2 separate regions of the Mus musculus genome follow, and region 2 is linked to region 1. A link is a contact called in public Hi-C data. All regions are on one chromosome and are shown on one strand. Each heading gives the region's core, a stretch centred on a gene start, on an enhancer-like site or on the middle of the called end of the contact. The rest is flanking DNA. Distances are from core to core; before and after follow the strand shown.

Evidence for each region. Hi-C and Micro-C count contacts between places; a contact is called where the count stands out from the background.
Region 2: a Hi-C map of CD4 T cells shows a contact between it and region 1, with 3 times the contacts expected there. The contact joins the promoter of Spred1 here to the enhancer-like site in region 1. A contact is called at or near these places in 2 of 39 promoter capture datasets (hippocampal neurons and liver), 1 of 484 Hi-C or Micro-C datasets (CD4 T cells) and 2 of 115 datasets of contacts at active chromatin or transcription factors (VIP interneurons and large pre-B cells).

What each region holds. Positions count from the first base shown.
Region 1 is chr2:114,143,434-114,147,110 of GRCm38.p6, reverse strand. Aqr (aquarius) reads left to right here. Exons shown (of 35, transcript NM_009702.3): 13 at 119-222; 14 at 1,381-1,483. Among named protein-coding and RNA genes, the nearest start is that of Mir7002, 5.3 kb to the left of the region's middle. Within about 2 kb of position 2,035, at least 45 of the 459 cell types and tissues checked have an H3K27ac peak or open chromatin away from gene starts, as enhancers often do.
Region 2 is chr2:117,119,393-117,123,069 of GRCm38.p6, reverse strand. Spred1 (sprouty protein with EVH-1 domain 1, related sequence) reads right to left here and starts at 1,999. Exons shown (of 7, transcript NM_033524.3): 1 at 1,314-1,999. The coding sequence starts at 1,345.

The DNA of each region.
Region 1 (3,677 bases), core at 786-3,285:
AAGAGAAATGAAAGTACGCAAACTCGTGGAGACTAAACAGCACACGGGTAAGCGTATGCGCTGTGTGTGGCCTTGGAGCTCCAGGGGCACAGACATTAACTTGGCTTTGCTTTCCCAGAGGGCTGCCTTCGCACACTTCCCCGAGCTCTATGACTTTGCCCTCTCCAATGTGGCAGAAGTAGATGCCCGAGATTCCTTGGTCAAGTTTTTTGGGCCTCTCAGGTAAGACATGGAAAGAACAGCATTGTCTCCTAGGCTTCGCTGTGGGCTTTTCTTTCTTCTCTGGCGCTGCGGGCTGCGGGCTGGCCCTTTGCTAACCTCACCTGGTGCTCATCTCTAGCAGTTTGGGATTCTTGACTCACTTAAACATAATTACCCATCTTTTTCTCAGGAAGTGATGAAAGGATGTTTAATAACTTAAACATTGTTCTTTGAGTAAAACACTAACCTGGCCAAATCTCACTAGCCATAAACAGCATATAACAGAAACCAGTAAAGCTCATGTTTGATGTTAGAGATATGACCTACAAAAATATTGTGCTCTTAAGATAGATCAATAATAATATCTGTTACATATCTACTAGTCTATTTTTGGGGAACAGTAGTAGTTAGTAGCTTATTTGCTTTTTGTTTTACTCTGTACTTCCACAAGCCGTGGCTCTTCAGAGTCTGCGCAGGCTGCGTTGGTGCCCACTGTGCTGCCTTTGGGTGGCTTTCCTATTGAGTTGTCAGTGCATTACACAGTCAATGTCAAAAGCTGTTTCTTTGGCCTGGAAAAAAACAAAAAAGTCGAAAATAGATTAGCAGTTCTGGTGTTCAGAATAGAAAAGAGGGATTTTAGAGAAAGACAAAACATTTGTGTTGTGAAAGAAAAATGTTACTAATAAAAGGAAAAAAGAAGCATAATTTATTCTTTCACATAGCAAATTATATGCAAAATGCATATTTCACATTATGTTATATTCTTTTTAAAAATGTTTCTTTGAGAGTCTGGTGTTGGTAACTTTTTCAGTAGAAACATTTTCTGTTTCGTTAATGTTGTTCTTAAATGAACCTGGCTTTGGATAGTCTGCATGTGGGAGTGAGGAGGGGCTACAGGAGCTGCTGGGCCTCGGCTGGGTCTGCAGTGGTAGCTTCAGTGGTAGAAGGTCCGTGCTATCTGTCAGTGGATTCAGGTACCATGAAAATACTTTAAATATTTTAGCAGAATTCAAAAATTCTAATTCCTGTTTCTCATTTTTGTTGTTGTTGGGGTTTTGTCCATTTGTTTGTTTTGCTGCCTGTGCGGTAGGGATATCTTCACTTTTTAAGATAATCAATAGGAAAACAGGGTTCAAGAGGAAAGGTGAATGACCTGAATAAATCTTCTCCATTCTGCAGTTCAAACACACTCCACCAGGTGGCATCATACCTCTGCCTCTTGCCAACGCTCCCTAAAAATGAAGACACAACTTTTGATAAAGAGTTTCTTCTAGAATTGCTGGTAAACATTAATATTTAACTGTCTTATAACTTCTCCTGTGGCTTTTCCCACATTTCTGAGTCACTCAGTGATATAAACAGTACTGACTGCTAGAGTTCGGGCTCAGTACTTTGCCTCTTGTGTTTGGAACTAATTAAATTAGGGGTTTGGGGGGCCAGGCCTCAGGCTTGGTTTTTCACGTCTGTGGTTTCTTTTCTCACACCTCTCAAACCTTTAAGCTCCGTTACGGCAGGAAGTCGCTGTGGCACTGAGCAGCTTCTGTGTCACCCTGCACTCATGCTCTGGAGATTCAAAGAGACCACAGCTAGACACAGTGCATGTTAATAACCGTGGCCATGTGTTATTTTAAAGGCAGTTATTCAAAAATTCTGTATTCAGTATCAGGTCATAGCCTTGATACTATAAATTCAGTAACTTAGAAATACAGTAAATGATTTCTAAGTGGCTTAAGAATTCTAAGCAATTCTTCAGTCGTCTTTATTTTCTAAACTAGCTTTTTGTTGTGGTTGTGGTTGGGTGTGGTGACTTTTTACTGTTGTTGCTGTGGCTGTTGTCTGGGTTTTGGGGTGGGGCTTGGCTTACCCTGTACATAGCGCACCACTGCACAGTCGTTCAAATCAGGGAATGAATGGGCTTCTCATGCAGTGGGCTTCTCCTGTTGCCAGGAGGGAGCACGGAGACTCTTCACCTGCACCTTGTGGAGCTCTCAGAAGACTTCTTGGACCTATTAAATTACGTGACTGTTAACTAGGTACATTTTATTAATGTGGAGGTAGACATAGCACAGTGGTAGAGACTGCTTACTTACACAATATAGTGACTACTATACCAGCACCGCAGGACGAAAGAATTCAAGGAATTCCATAACTTCTTAAAAACTCTTTAGTATTGTCTTCATTTCACCTTGTTTGGACATGTAGTCCACTGCGTTGTGTCGGGACACCTCCTTTTCATACAACATTTTCTGAAACAGATGACTATTTATGTCAAATATTTAGCCATGTCACTAACTTATGGCTCCTTAAGTGTTGACAGTTTTCACCTTTACAGATAACGCACGCGCACGAGTGTGTGTGTGTGTGCGCGCGCGCGCGTGTGTGTGCGTGTACACCCATATGTGAACATTTAACCAGAACCAGGAACTGGTTATTTCACCATGTGTGCTTATGGCTGCTGGGTTAACCTCCAAAACCAACACTCTGATGAGCCTGCACTGCCTTCGCACCAGCCTTGGTTTTGCTCAGTCTTCCTGCTTTTCCAGCAAAACAAAACAAAACAAAACAAAAGGATTTAAAGTGTTAGTTTTTCTGTTATAAGATTAAGTAGCTTTTCATCTATTTCAGACATTTTCATTGCTGAGCAAAACAAATAAGAACTAACTAACTAAATAGGCATATGTGTCTGTTGATTTTTCTTCATATTGAACCGTATTAGGCATGCCGTTCCGGGCTTTACTTTCCAAGCTTGTTCTTGTACCCGACAGAGAGCATAATTCCTCCCTGTAGGAAGATGATGGTAATATGCTAAATGTGGAGAGCAGAGACAAAGCATTTGTAACAGGTGTTTAAGGCCCAGTGACAGGTGTCTGAGTGTCATTTGGGGAGCGCTTCAGATTAGTTCCAGAATGGAAACTACTTTTTTCTTTGCATGTTTGCTCTGAGCATGTGCCTTAGATGTCTGTCTTTGCCTGTCCTCCTACAAGTCACTTGTCACTGTCTGTAACTGCAAACGCTTCCTAAAAATTCCCTGAGCTCTTTTCTGACAAGAAAATCTCTTTCAAGTCAGGCTGTTGGTACCAATACGAAGTTTTTATGAACAAAAGAAATAGAAACCTTTCCCAGGGATGATTCCCATAGAAAAGCCGTGCGCCATTCTGGCCTTGTTAATTAGAAATCACAGTTTCTGTGTGAGATGCACTGCTGGGAGATCAAGCGTGCATAGATATCATTAATGAGAGGGAGTGCAGCTCAGCCAGGCTCTCATTTACAGTAGAGAAGCCTCAGACCGGGGATTAAGGAGCATTCTCAGATCATGGGAGAGTCTTAGAAGGAACATGAAAACAAAGTCCAGGGTTCATAATTTCTATTTGGGGAATTTGTTAGGTTTTTACATAGATGCTACAGTTCTTAAACTCTTGGCATATGCCAGGGAGTTTGATGCAGTTTTATAGTACTCCTTCTCGTCACCATGGAAC
Region 2 (3,677 bases), core at 750-3,249, 3.0 Mb before region 1:
CTTCAAATTCTCCTCACTTCCTGAACCCAAAAATCTACACAAGGACAAACAAGCTTCGAGTGGTTTTCTTAGGAAAGCCTTTCAAGTTGTCCAAGGTGATGGATGTTTAATTATTTTTTTTATGAATGAAGTGTGCTATGCAAATGAGGGCGATTCACAAAAAGAGAGAACATGGCGGCCACTTCTGCTTCTAGACTGCACTGACTGCAGCAATCCACCTCCTTCCACACCCGCTCCTCAATGCGTGCTTTTCAAAGGGGGGGGGCGTTGCTCGGCATTTTTCTGCTATTTTATGGTAAACGGGCCTTTAAAGCCTTCTCGAAAAGATCTGACTTGAGGAATGCACTTTATTTAAAGGAATGCATCCTAAGGACTAGACTTCATTTAACTCTTCATAGCCCTCCAAATACAAACAAAAATTGAATTCAATTACAGAAAAAACAGACACCAAAATTCGGCCCCAAATTAACTCTCAACAGGAAACTCTTACAGCCCCATTATTCCTTCAAGAGGCTGCTACATTAAAGCAAAATATTTAAAAGGCACGGTGATTCATTTGGAAAACCTAAGGACAGTCCAAAAAAGCAAAAACTTATGGATCAAGCTCTGATGAAGTCACCAACGCGTTCGGCAATGTAAACCGTACTTTATCACAGACGGAAGCCAAACCCTAGCATTCAAAATTTTTAATTACTCTGTTCTTGATTAAGACGGGTTCAATACTCTCGAAGGTTAAAAAAATAATAATAAAAAAACACAATAGCTCAACATCGCCCACACTCCAGGTGTCCTTAATCCTATTTAATTCTTAAAATGTTTCCCTAACCCTATCTTTTTACTAGAATAGTATAGGTCATAAGTTTAAAAAGTGGGGCGGGGGGCGAAGGCTTAATCGGTATTTAGGAGTCACTGAGTCATCGAATTAGGATTCAAGAGCAGTTTGCGGCTGGAGGTGCTCCCACACATTAGTTTCCGAGCGAAATAGCTGTAGAGGCAGGGTGGCTGGATGTTCAAGGTGTTTGGGGAGGGGGGGCGGGTTTGACGCCGGAGTGAAGGGCAGGCAAAGGGTAGTTTCTACTCCACTTTGAGCTACCCACATTATTACTCTGTCTCGGAGACGTCCGACTGCTACGCCGCCTCTGCACTGCACTCGATACCCTTCCCCAAGCAGAGAGGCGAAAATGCACGAATGAAAAGGGGTGCTGCCATTAAAGAAAATGGCCCGACACATCGGGCATCTATCACCTCCCGGGCGGGACGGGCTGGGGGGAGGGGGCTGCCCCCCGGGCTCAACCAGGCCAGGGCTCGCTTACTCGTTGTCAGAAGTCGCCGTCTCCTCGCTCATCTTTCCCTCACCGTGATCCGATCAGGAGATGGAGGAGCAACAGCAGGCAGGGAAGCAGCGGCAGCGGCGGCACCGAGGGGCGGCGGGCGACGACGGCCGGCGGGGCGCGCGGGCAGCGGCTCGGGGGCCTCACCATGGTGGATGCCTCACTCGGAGCGGTGCCCCGCGAGCCGGGCAGCCCGGCCACCCCCGCAGGGGGGCGGCGGCAGCAAGCGCGGCCGTGGCGACCCCAGCGGTTTGCCGCGCCGAGGTCGAGTGCGAAGCCGAGACGGCGCGGGCGACTGCGGGCGCTGAGGGGGACGCGGCCGGTGGCTGAGGCGGTGCTGCTCTCAGGGGCGCGGCGACGGGCGGGCGGCGGGAGCCGGCGGGGGGCAGCCGAGCGCTGGCTGCGGGAGGCGGCGCGGTCCCGCCGAGGTGCCGCGCACCATCTCCCGCCTGGCCGCCGGCTGCCCGCGCGGCGCGCCTGGTCGGCCCTCAGGGGCTGCCTCGGACGCGCTCCAGCTGAGGGGCCGCAGGCAGGGCGCGAGGCGAGCGTCGGAGCCCGAGGGCACAGTGCCGAGCGGCGGCGACGAGGGCCGAGATCAGCGCTGCTCGGCGGCCCGCTCCTCACGCCCGCGAGAGGGGAGCCGCGAGGGGGGCGGCGGAAGCGCTCACGCCGCCCGCTCCTTCCGCCGCTCGAACCGGGGGCGCCCGCGGGAGAGGCAGGCGAAGTAGTCCCTCGCGACTTCTGGGCCGCCGGGGCTCGCGCGGGTGCGGCTGGGCGGACGTGGGGCGCGGCTGCAAGCCGGAGGCGCGGGGCCTCTGAGGGGTCGGGGGGAAACCTAAAAGCCGCGGCCCGCAGTCGAATCACTGCAGCTCTGGATCGTGGGCAGCATAACAAGTTTCAGGAAAGTAGTTCCCTCCTCCCCTCGCTTCCCAAATCGTCGGGCAGCGGGAGCGGGGCGAGGAGGGTGGCGGAGGGATATGTCGCTGCACTGCATCGCGCGCGTGTGCGTGCGCGCGCTCCAAACTCTTGGCACGCCGAGGAAAGGGGGCGGGGGTGGGAGCTGTGAGCCGAGCTGCTCCGGGACTGGCATTGTTGCGACGCTCAAGTCCCCGTTACTCGGCCTGGGATATCCGGGTTGCCGGGACAAGCGGGCAGCACACCGTGTGCTCGGGGAAGAAATCGGGAGGCCACTCCGTACTGCTCAGTGCGCGTGCACGCGCGCGCGTGTGTTGTGTTTTTCTTGCAAAGAATGGAACTGGCATGAGTTCATCTCTTAGTGGGGGTTACAGGCCAGGACTGCAAAGCGAGCTCCTCCTGCTGTCCCTCTAGTTGCATTGCTGCAGTTCCCTTGCTTCTTGCACAAGGGTAGTTGTGTGCGTGTGATGTGTGTGTGTGTGTGTGTGTGTGTGTGTGTGTGTGTGTGTGTGTGTGTGTGTGTGTGTAGAAAGAGTTGGTTTCAATACCTCGCAGCGCGATCCTCACTGCGCAAACAGCATGCAATGCTGGGCATTCATCTCTGGAAGCACGAGTGCTTGTTAATGGAGAACGGCTTCCATTGAAGCCCGGGGTAGGCGGGTTACATGAATCTGGCGCATCCAGCAGCACAGGAAATAACTCCCGCTGCGAGCGAGGTTGCATAACTATAGCGCAGGAGAAGCCTGTGTGGCACGAACTTTGGCGAACAGAGGCGGAACGGTTGTTGGATAGGCAGCTGTCACGTTTGCATTGTCAGAGGACAATGTATGCAATCATCCCAAAAGATCTTTTTTGCACAAGAACCTTCTAAGGTTGAGGGCTGGAGCCTGGGATCTTTGTGACCGGAGGGCTAGGAACTCCTAGCTCTATAAATTCTATTATCTTGTCTCTAAGAAGTCAGCTTATACACAAGATGGCCTGGGGGACTGACTCCCTAGCGCTCCTAAGTTCCTGTGGCGTCTCCCTAGGCGGTTTTGCGATAGGCTTTTCACTTTGTTCTCAAGTTTACTTAACCCCCGGGGAAGGAAGCTTCCTGTTCCAGCCACCTTGAGAGATAGAACAATTCCAAGGGAAGAAGTCCAGCGGGCCTCCTAAGGAAACCGTCACTCTTCAGCCAAAGGTTTCCAGGAAGCCTCAGAATTGCTGCTCTCCTCCGAATGAGTACACACTAATGTGCTAACAGTACTGTGCACATAAGAGTGCCTAATGTGTGTTTGACGAAGGAATAAAGGCGCTAACCCAGCCAGCCGTGCACCAAAAACCCATACCGTGGATCACTGAGGTTTCTTTATATAACTTCCAGCCGCGTCTGCAGGATTGTTCATCTTAGGAACAAGTGGGGATGGGAAAAAGGAGTGAGTGAGTGGAGCG